Regions from separate parts of the Sus scrofa genome. Here region 2 is linked to region 1. The links are chromatin contacts, called in public Hi-C maps. All regions are on one chromosome and are shown on one strand. The core of a region is the stretch at or near the end of the contact, and the rest is flanking DNA. Distances in the headings are between cores, read along the strand shown. Region 1 holds the start of SENP8 (sentrin-specific protease 8). Region 2 holds the start of GEMIN2 (gem-associated protein 2).

Region 1 (5,776 bases), core at 1,394-3,893:
TCACTGCTGTGGCATGGGTTCAATCTCTGGCCGGGGAACTTCCGCCTGCCATGAGCATGCCAAATAAAATAATAAATAAATAATAAAAAAACACACACATAGCAGCTGATACATTTAAGAGAAAAGCATGCAGCAATGTTAATAAAACCAAAGACTGAAAATAACCTCAAGACTACCAAAATGATATACTATCCAGCCAGTAAATGAGGCACTTCCAAATGTACAACCGTTGAGTGATCTCTAGGATCTATTATTAAATGGGGGTGGGGGGAGAAGGGTAGGGGGAAGCTATATACATTCCATCTAGTACACAAGCATTTGTGGTGTTTTAAGAACATAAATACACGAGTTCCCTCGTGACCTAAGTAGGTTAAGGATCCAGCGTTGTCACTGCTACGGTACAGGTCACTGCTGTGGCACAGATTCAATCCCTGGCCCAGGAACTTTTGCCTGCTGCAGGTACAGCCAAAAAAATATATATATTTTTACACACACACACATAAGTGTGTAGACCTGTATGCTAGAAATATCGCAAGAACAACACACACAAAGATGGAAATAGTGGTTGTTTCTAAGGAGGGAAAATGGATGGTTGGAAGATACAGGGAAAAGAGAAACTTTTTACTACATACTCTTTTGAACCTTTTGATTTTTATACTATGTCTAATTATGACCTATAATTTTAATATGATTTTCTCCTTCCTCGGTTCCACATACAAAAAATAAAAAATTTTAAAGTACTGACTACAAAAACCTCTCTATACTTCATCCCTATACCAACGTTAAAATTATGCAGTGATCATCTGGTGTAAAATTACATTTCCTTCTTGACAGCTCAGGAGTTCAACAAACTATGTTTTACTGTTTAACTACTGCTAATAAGGCTGTTGATAATGACATTGGTGAACACTGCAATGATAACTGTACCTGCCTCTTGAAAAAGCAAGTCAGCAGCACCAGGTAGCAGAATTTTATTATTAAACTGACATCAAAATCTTCAGAAATTAAGGAAAACTACAAATCTTACTTTCCCAGCAAATTCTAAAACAGCAAATTCAAAAAAAAAAAAAAAGTATCTTGCTATCCTTCAAAAGCAGTGCAAAAGAGCTGTAAAAATCTACAAGAAGGTGAAACAAATGATACCACATGGAGACATTCATTACTGTTGTGTTAATTAACCCTTCCAGAAGTCCCTAAAATGTCAGATCTGTACTACCCCACACATTCTACAGAAGATGAGAAGCAGGCTGTGTGACCTTACAATAGCACACACCGCCTGCCCTGGGCTTCCATGATCTTCCATCTCCCTCTTTCTAAAGCCCGGAGACTAAACCTCCAAACATGAGTGTCAATTGGTCCCCTTAGCCCCGCTGGGGGGAAAACACTAGGCTAAGCAAAATGCCTTCAGGATTTCACGGCAAAGCCCTTTCAACCAAAGAAAGGATCACGACCTCGGAGAAAGATATTAAGGTCTGCCTAAGGAAAGGAGGTCTAGAAGAAGAGGCCGCTGCTGGTGTCTAAAGAGGAGCTGACACCAGATTTCTTGGGAAGTAAGAGCATCATGAAATAGACTATCTGAAAGACGAGTTGAGTAAGGGAAGAGCTTCAGCTAGGCGGTGAGCAGGTCCGCTAGGAAGAGGAGTGGGCAGCGATGGATCTGCCTTGGAGCTGGGGGTCGCAATGGGTTTAGAGGGCAAGCGTAAACGGATCTGAGGAACTGTGATTGGGTCAGCTCACAGGAGGATGCAACAGTCTCGAGGCCCCATTTAAGAGTACTACGAGAGTCCGAAGAGGGTTCTAGTGGGGTGTGATGGGGTGAGAGGCCCGAGACTAACACCAGGAGAGGTTGGAGCGCCGGAATGGTGCCTGGCCAAAGGAATACACGATGGGTGGGGTCCACTGGGTACCCGGGGCAGCGATCGGGTGTCAGGGAGGCTCCAGCGCAGACTAGCTCGCGGGGCGTCTCCGCTGGGGCGGGGCGGGGCGGCCCCGCAGGAGCCAAAGAGAGAGACCGAGACGTGGGCCGGGCTGGGCGGCAGGGCCGCTGGGCGGCTTGGGCGGGTCTTACCTCGGGCTCCGCCGCGGTGGCCACCGCAGCCCCCTCCTCTTCGGCGGAAGCCGCCTCCCAAACTCGGCCCCAGGGTCAGGCCGGAGGAGACAGCAGAGGCCAAGATCACCAAGGGTCGGACGGCTCCGGGAGGGTGGGCCCAGCTGCCTTAGGGTCCGGGCGAGCGGCCGCCGCGCATCCCCCGCCCTGTCAGAGAGACTCCGCCCGGCCTGGGCAGGCACATCCCCGGCCGCACCCGCCCTGAGACCACGCGTTCAGTCGCCGCCTCAACCGCTACTGCCGCCTCTGCGGGTGTCGCGGGTGCCTCCACCGCCGCCTCTCACCACCCTTGCTGTTCACTCAGCAGCCACAGTCAACCGCCACCACGTACCAGTCCGCTCGGGCCCGCGCGCCCCCGACCCCGCGCACGCGGCCCCGCCCCGCACGACTCCTCAGCTGCAGAAGAGCAAGCGCGCGCGCACTTACCTCCCACGCCCCCTACCGCCCTCGGGAGCCAGCCTGCTCGCCCGACTCCGCCCCCGCACGTGATGCCGCCAGCAAGTACAGCATGCGCTTGCGTGGACACGCCCCATTTCGTCCGCTTCAGGCGGCCCCGCCCAAACTTTTCTTCCTCACCTTACGGCAGAGTTGGGAACTCTGCCTTAGGTTTTATCTCTTCTAGAGAGGGATGTCGCAATGTTGGGCTAGAAAACTCTGGGTTTACGACTGCAGCTCTCGCTTTCCGGCCAATACCGAGGTGCCTGAAGGCTGGCTGGGGAGGTGAGGCCCGAGGCAGGTAAGAAGCCTCCTCCCCACTTCGGTTTGTCGGTCGGTGTGTCTGGGCAGGAGATCGTTTTGCCGCCCACGCAGTTCTAGCGTCTCCACACCCACTCCCCAATTCTGGCTCAAAATTCTTAGCGCCGCCTCCTTAGCGCCCCCCCCTCCCGCCCCCGTTTCCACACACACACGCCCTTTCCCCAGCATTTCCCCGCCCCGGACCTCCGTTTCCTAGTACTTCTTTCTTTTCATCCCTCAGACTTTTTACTGAGCACTTTCCGTGCATTAGACTCCAGAAAGTCAGAAGCAAATGAAATAGTCTCAAGTGTTTCGAAGTATGTTGGAGACGATGAGAGAATCCTCCGTGATAGTAAAGTAAAATTATAATAGAAAAAAAAAAAAAAGCACAAGGTATTCTTTGAGCGTAGAAGAGGGACCACCTGATTGTGTATGACTTGAGGAAACCCTCTGGGTCACTCTTAATTTGTGTTAGAAAGCTAATGAGCAGTAGCTGGTTAAAGCGGTATAAGAGATAGAAGCAGAGGGAATGATGGGTACAAAAATATTTTTGACAGTACTGGCGCTGAAATAAAAAGAGGAATAGAATACAGTTAGCGAAAACCACGTGGCGTAAGTTACTCACTCTTTGAGTAATAAAGAGTTATAAAGTAATGAGGTGAGGGACAAGCGTGTGGGCCAGAACAGTGTTTTCTTTTAAGGTGGTTATGAAGTGTACCATAACCAAGATGTGGACAGTTTATGAGTGAGAGTGGGTAATTTACAGAACCAGGAGCGGTAGTGGAATTAAATCTTGTATGCACATTAGAGTCACCTGGGATTCTTTTAAAAAGTAAAACCAGGCGTTCCCATTGTGGCTCAGCAGTAATAAACCCTACTGCCCTCCATGAGGATGCAGTTGAATCCCTTCCGCCATTCAGTGGGTTAAGGATACAGGATTGCCATGAGCTGTGGTGTAGGTCACAGACACAGTTGGCATCTGGTGTGGCTATGGCATTGGCCAGCAGCTGCAGCTCCTATTCGATCACTAGCCTGGCAACTTCCATGTGCCACGGGTGCAGCTCCAAAAAGGAAAGAAAAAAGTAAAACAAATGAAGTTGCTCCACCTGAGGCCAATTAAACAAATCCAGGCATCAGTTTTGGTTGTTTTTGTTTTTTTAAAGTTCCTGAGGTGACTCCAATGCTGCAGGTTGAGAACCACCAAACTATAGCAAAGGAAAGTTTGGGAAGTAGGGGAAGGCAGAAGGTTGATGTAGTTGGCGCTGTAATGTTAAGTTGGGAGTCATTTGATGAGAGTTCAGGATGGCATGAGACCCTTGAAAGTTTTGAATAACTACTCTGGGTAATGGGAGGAGTCACTCCTGCTTTCTCTTTAGCACAGTTTCATCCTTCAGTCTTAATCAGGCCCATTTCGGTTACTGCTCTTTCCTCTGTCTTTTCCTTCTGTCCAAGTTTTATCAGCTGGGGATCCAGCCTTAGAGCTCAGGGGAATCCTCATTTCTATCCCCCACAAGATCAGAGTTAAGCCAATTGATGAGATTCAAAGACTGACTTCACTCCCATAGAGATTACTATATACAGTGCCTTGCCAATTTAGAATCTGCCTTTTATTATTTATTTCATCAACCATTTAAGTTAGGAATGAGAAAGATTTAAGTTTCAGCCCTATTAGGACTTCACAGTATTAGGGAAAACAAACCTTTAGAAGAATTCACTTGGCAGACAGATAAGGTCTGTATAAGGCAAAGCCCTAGCTAGTCCGTGCTACTGTATTAACTGTGGTTAATTAAAAAACTTGTCTATCTGCTACCAGATAAGAGAAGGTCACTATTGTCTAAAATACTAGGGTTTAGTATGAAAAGTAGGGGTAGGACGGAGATAAAGATGATAAAGTGGATGTGAACAGATAATGAACTTTGAATTCCATGCTCAAGTGTTTAGGTTATATTTACTATGAGCAATTAATAGGTCTAAATACCAAAAGTAAAAGTAATTTCTCTTGTGTCATGGACCACTTGGTCAGCCTGACCTGTGGATCCTATCTCAGAATAAGAATAATGTTTTTAAATATATAAAATAAAATACATAAAAACATAAGTGAGATCTTTTTCATTGAAAGTTTTAAAAATATTAAAACAGATAAGAGATGTAGTTACATATGTGCTTAACTACACATTAAATAATATTTGGCAGCAGGACTGATTTTGTATTTTCAAAACAATGATGAGTATAAATTGTATTTTGAGATACCTGTAAGATTTTAGGAGATTCCCTGGCTAGTGGTCAAATTAGAGCTGTAGCCTCTGGCCTACACCGCAGGCATGCCAGATCTGCAACCTACACCACAGCTCACAGCAACCCCTGATCCCACTGAGTGGGAGTAGGAGTTGAACCTGTGTCCTCATGGATACTAGTCAGATTCGTTTCCACTGAGCCATGACAGGAACTCCTAAATCTAAGGATTTTAAGTGAGAGCATGACAGATCAAATCTGTTTCAGAAAGATGCTTGAGCAAGGTTCACCTCTCAGCCTCTCTCTGGGAATAGAGAACTGGCTATTCTCTTTTCCTATGCCTTAGTTATAGTAACCAGTAGTAATCCACTGTTGCCTAAGAATTTGGGCCTACAAGAGAACTAAGCTTGTGGCTATATATGGGAGAAGTACAAGGAAATAAATTGGGAAAGATAGATTAGGGCTGTTTTTATGGAATTTATTTAATGCCATGCTGTAGTTAGTACTTAATTTGCTAGACAGTGGAGAAACACTAAATATTTAGAGCAAAATAACACAGTTCCATTTGGAAAATAAACTAGAAGTAATGTGTAGGTTAGATCATCAGAAGAGAAAATAGGAATGAAGAGACTAGACCAATAAATAATTGACATTTTTAAAAACTAAATTTTATCATAAAGTGATCTCTAAAAGAGTGCTGAA
Region 2 (5,776 bases), core at 2,046-4,545, 79 kb after region 1:
CCAGCTCAATGAAGCCTAAGAAGTCTTAAGGCCTATATTTGAAAGAGTGGCTTTTGTTTCAAATTGCAATGAAATAAATGTTAGGATTGGGAGTTCCCATCGTGGCACAGTGGTTAACAAATCTGACTAGGAACCACGAGGTTGCAGGTTCGATCCCTGGCCTTGCTCAGTGGGTTAAGGATCCGGCATTGCCATGAGCTGTGGTGTAGGTTGCAGACGTGGTTCGGATCTGGCATTGCTGTGGCTCTGGCGTAGGCCGGTGGCTACATCTCCGATTAGACCCCTAGCCTGGGAATTCTCCATATGCCGTGGGAGTGGCCCTAGAAAAGGCAAAAAGACAAAAAAAAAAAAAAAAAAAGAAAAATAAATTGTTTGATATAAGGTCAAAGAGACCTCCCATCTGGAACTTTCATTTGGAACTATGGATTGTTAAACCATCATTTGAAATGGTGTCATCAACCGAAATGTTTACTTCACATTAGGATTTTAACTCTGAAGATTTGTATATAAAAACAAACAAACAAATGTTAGGATTGATTGGTAACAAATTCATTTATATCTGTCTTTGTATACTTTAAAGTGAATGAGTTTAAGCATTTAACCCTTGGATGTATCACCAGGACCCGCTGGACCCAACTTTAATTTTCTGAGGTTTTCTCTTTTGGGAGTTATATTTGTAAGGATTCATCTTTCATGACTTTTATTCTTTCTTAAAGGTCTTCCAGAGAACAAAGAGAAAAGTTATTTTTTAAAAAAAGAATAAAACTTATTTGATTTGCAATTGTCATATGGGTCCACTGGACTCTTATAAATCTAGGATACATCATGGAATCTTACTAATCTTATTTTTCCTGTTCTTGAAACATTCTACTTCATCATTATTTCACCATTACTCACCAATTGTTCCAAATTATGCTTTAAAATATCTAAAATAATAAGAAAATAGAAAAAGAATAAAATTACCCAAGATAATAGAACCTTCAAAACCAGCAAAATATGGAATAAAAATTGGAGTTTTCTATGTTTAGATACTTATTTGAATTTCCAATAAAGTTGTATTTCATTATCCCTTTACTTTTTTATAACAGCTTTATTGAATATTCCTTTACTCTGCATATGAATTATTCATGAAGTGACTTAAATTTATAAAAATTTAAAAGGATCCACTGGACCCAGATGGTAAATGATAAAGGCTATTTTTTCTTCTTTTTTTTTTTTCCTGATATGTTGAAAGCTAAGAGGTTTCGATCTGAGGAAGAGCAGAGAGAAAATGGAAAATTTCTTGAGCTCCGGAGAAAAGAGTCAAACTGAATTGGAGAAAGGGAGAATCTCCAGAAATAATCTTTACCAGCTTTCTAACTTAATCTATAGACATTCCTGGATTTGATATCAGTCTGTGAATCTGAAGGAAGCTTGTTAAACATTTACCAACATGCAACTAATTATAACTGTTTGCTTTTAGTTATACCCGTTGTGCCGGTATTGGTACAAAATGAATGTTCCCGAAATATTCATGAGTTGGGCATGAAAACCTAGACAGTTATATTATCATCATTTTTATATATTTAGATTGGGAGTAAAAATGTAAAATCTGACATAAGTCCCCACCACCACCACCAAAAAAAAGTCTTTTTTAAAAGTAAATTACTCCTGGAGTTTCCGTCGTGGCGCAGTGGTTAACGAATCCGACTAGGAACCGTGAGTTGCCGGGTGAATCCCTGGCCTTGCTCAGTGGGTTAAGGATCTAGTGTTGCCCTGAGCTGTGGTGTAGGTTGCAGACGCGACTCCGATACCGCGTTGCTGTGGCTCTGGCGTAGGCCGGCGGCTATAGCTCCAACTAGACCCCTAGCCTGGGAACCTCCATATGCCGCGGGAGCGGCCCAAGAAATGGCAAAAAAAAAAAAAAAAAAAAAAAAAAAAAAAAAACCAAATTACTCCTATGATCATTATTTCTTCAGACTGGCATTTTTTACAATGCCAGAGAATATTAAAAAGAGAGAGAGAGAAAGAGGTCCTGTGGTCAAAAACACCAGTAAAATTATGTACAATAGGTATCTTGACTTGTCAAGAGTTTTAATATGCTAATATTCATTGTGAATCTTTAAGAGTGGCATTTGCATACATTTCCCAAAGATATTTGACCTTGGAACTTTTTTCCAGGGACCATCTGGGGGCAAGTATTCTGAACATTATTCAGTCATTAATTAATCACTTGTTAATGTGTAACAGCCAGTATTTTCCTTCCTACTTTTGAACCCACAGAGATTTCCAAATTGGAGATTCCAGCAGTAGGTAAAATATGGTAACACAAATTTCTGGGAATTTTACATGGTCACCACTAGATGGCGGTTTCACCTCTACTTTTTCTTTTTTGTTTACTCTATAAACGAGGCACTTATTTTTTCTAACGTGGATTCTCTTCCATTTGTTCAGATGGTGACATTATAAAGCACTGGCCAACTATTTTTGAACTACTCACTAGAAAAAGTAATATTCAGCATCATATATGTTCTACTCTGCATGCCCTAAGACTACAATAATATCAGGTATAGTTAATAAAGCTAATTAATAAATTACACATTAGAGTTAATAGAATTCCAAACTCAAATAGACCTTAATGATAATTTGGTCCAATCCCTGTAAATAACAAATGAACGTGAGCATAAGAGTTTAAGTAGCACATACCAGGTCAAGGTGCTGATGGCCATTTAAAATTACAACACGGTTGATTTCATGCCTGTCTTTTCTTCTTTAAATGCTGACAAGACTTGTCACTAAAACTGCTAGCTTTTGTTCAAACAGCAATTGCTTCTATTCCATGGAAGAGTTCCCCTGTGGGGCAGCTGGTTAAAACTCCTACGTTGTCACTGCAGCGGCTTGGGTCACATCTGTGGCGCTTGTTCAATCCCTGGCAGGGGAGCATGCCACAGGCCTAGCCAAGAAAAGAAAGAAGAAATGCATGTGATGTGTCTACCAGAGACTTAAGAATTTAGAGCTCAACAAGTGATAATTACAGTAATCTGCTCATTAATTTAAAAACATTTAAAGTTCCCTCACTACTGTGGATGCATAAAATAATCTTCAGTATTTACTTAGGAGAGTAAAGAAGGAACCCCCCTTAAACACTTCAGAACCACTAGTACCAGGAACTAAATTCCTGGTCTTCATTATTCCACCCGAGCCTTAACCTTAGGACAACCAGCGAGTTAGCTCATGCGCAGCTTCGCCCCCTAAACCCAGCCTCTTGCCCATCTCCGCGCCAAAGGCGCCCGCCCACTTGTGCGCCTGCGCTGTGACCTAGACTTGGCGCATGCGCCGGGCAGGACGGGCCGGATTGAAAACTATGGCGTGGGTACCTGCAGAGGCTGCGGTGGAAGAGTTGATGCCCCAGCTGTTGCCAGTGGAGCCCTGCGACTTGACAGAAGGTTTCGATCCCAGCGTACCTCCGAGGACTCCTCAGGAATACCTGAGGCGGGTCCAGTGAGTGATTAGACCCTGTGCGGTGGGCTGGTGGTTCTCCCTGCGCACAGCGCCCAGTGCCTCGCCCCACCACCAAATTTGATAAAGCCCTGTCTCTGATCCCGTCTCCAGTTTAGGACCGGATCAAGATCCCTTCATTGCATCTATGAACTTAATTTTGCTAAACGTGATTACTCGTGAGAAGATAACGTGAACTTAAATTTCTTTGCTTTCAGTCCAGATAATTTCAGAAATATATCGTTTAGTACCTCAATTGCAATTCTGAACTTTTTTTTTCTGATTTTGTAATGAACTGTAGAAGTGGATCGCTTGTTTTAATGCGCATGAACAACAGTAATCACGTTTCTTGCATTTATTATTTGTTTGTAGGATCGAAGCAGCTCAATGTCCAGATGTTGTGGTAGCTCAAATTGACCCAAAGAAGTTGAAAAGGAAGCAAAGTGTAAATGTTTCTGTGAGTTTTATTACCCGTCAGGGGATTTCCCACTCCCAACTACAAATTAAAAGACCAAGGCTCTTAGTATAGTATCAGATAGTATCAGGCAGTATCAGTTAAGATTTGACTACTCTGTAGTAAGTTAGTAAATTAGACATTTGCTTGTACTTTGTCCCCTAAAAGGACAGATTCCATTTACTGCTTCCATAGAGGCTTTTGGTAACCCTAGCATTCATGGAGATTTGCTCATAATACTTTAAGAAGATGATCAAATCCTAAAGGAGGCTTTAAATAAGTTACTTACGCTATCCTTTATTTTTAAGGTATCTTTTTGCACTTCTTCATAATTATTATTGGGCTGATATTTAACTTTAATGTAGTTTGCATGTTCTGAATTTGACTGGCTTTTGTTTTTTAAAAATTTGAAATCAAAATATCTTACACTTTTCTAGGTATTTTGCCACTGTAAACCTTTTCATTTGTTTATCCAGCACACTTTTTACAAAGCAACTCTGTTGTGCTAGACACTGGAAATACAACAGAGGATGAAACAAAAAATATGTCCCTACCCTTGTAGAGTTTACATTCTCCTGAGAAAGAAGAAAAGCAAACAATTTAATTGCGTATTTTGACTCTTGCTGTGAAGAAAGTTAACATAATGACCAATAAGTAACAGGGATTAGCAGCAGAAGGTCTCCTTAAGGAGGTGCTATTTAACCCACAGTGGAAGGAGAGGATTCAATTTGTTTTTAAATTGTAATAATTCCTTTTCCTTTTATGTTCTAAGTAATTCCTTTATCTCATGTTTATAATCAGGAGATTTTAATTCAGACACTATAGTTTTCATGTAATTCCTTTTCAGAAGTTTTTAGTTGCTGGAAGATGATACCTTATATATCTGGCTTTTAAAAAATGACCATACTAGGAGTTCCCATTGTGGCTCAGTGGTAACAGACCTGACTAGGAGGTCATGGGTTCAATCCCTGACCTAGCTCAGTGGGTTAAAGGATCTGGCATTGCTGTGAGTTGTGGTCTATGTCACATATGTGGCTTGGATTCAGCATTGCTGTGCCTGTGGGGTAGGCCAGCAGCTACAGCTCCAGTTTGACCCCTAACATGGGACCTTCCATATGCCATGGATGCAGGCCTAAAAAGACAAAAAAAAAAAAAAAAAAAAAAAAAAGACCATACTAAGTTTTATTTCAAGGCAATATGTGATCATTTATCACCTATGTGCTATTTTGGGAAACAGAAGTAGACCTTGTAAAGTCAAAAGTCTTAAATTACTTGAGTACATTCTACTCATACCAAGATTCTTTTTTTGGAATATATCTCTCTTTTTGTTTCAGACTGTTTTGCTGTTATAGAAAAGTAGGGCTAGATTATATCTTCAGGGCTCGTATGATTTGTTTTTTTTTTTTTTTTTTTTTTTTTGTCTGTTTTAGGGCTGCACCCGCAGCATATAGAGGTTCCCAGGCTAGGGGTCCAATCGGAGCTGTAGTTGCCAGCCTTTGCCACAGCCACAGTAGAAAGTAGTATTCCTACTTTTATTAGCTCAGACATAATTTTAAGCTCTTTAGTAGATATGTTATTGATGGACTAGTAGATAAAAGAGGGTGTTGGGGGAGGCTAGGGGTCCAATCAGAGCTGTAGTTGCCAACCTACACCACAGCTCACGGCAATGCTGGATCCTTAACCCACTGTGCAAGGCCAGGGATCAAACCCACAAGCTCATGGATGCTCGTCAGGTTCATTAACCACTGAGCCACGACTGGAACTCTTGGATTTCTTAATACATATAATATATACATAAATATATAAACTATAAGCCATTCCATATTGCTCTTACTAAAGTGATCA

What was found. Hi-C and Micro-C count contacts between places; a contact is called where the count stands out from the background.
Region 2: a contact with region 1 is called in a Hi-C map of skeletal muscle, with 3 times the contacts expected there. The contact joins the promoter of GEMIN2 here to the promoter of SENP8 in region 1. A contact is called at or near these places in 1 of 5 promoter capture datasets (fetal liver), 6 of 47 Hi-C or Micro-C datasets (alveolar macrophages, heart right ventricle, liver and 1 more) and 2 of 2 datasets of contacts at active chromatin or transcription factors (alveolar macrophages and skeletal muscle).

The regions. Positions count from the first base shown.
Region 1 is chr1:169,594,173-169,599,948 of Sscrofa11.1, forward strand. SENP8 (sentrin-specific protease 8) reads left to right here and starts at 2,644. Exons shown (of 2, transcript XM_013992369.2): 1 at 2,644-2,843. It overlaps MYO9A (unconventional myosin-IXa), which reads right to left and starts at 2,599. Exons shown (of 44, transcript XM_021100912.1): 1 at 2,534-2,599.
Region 2 is chr1:169,672,857-169,678,632 of Sscrofa11.1, forward strand. GEMIN2 (gem-associated protein 2) reads left to right here and starts at 3,296. Exons shown (of 10, transcript XM_003121777.5): 1 at 3,296-3,480; 2 at 3,850-3,934. The coding sequence starts at 3,311. It overlaps LOC100627270 (a long non-coding RNA gene), which reads right to left and starts at 3,271. Exons shown (of 3, transcript XR_002346575.1): 1 at 3,189-3,271; 2 at 2,686-2,932.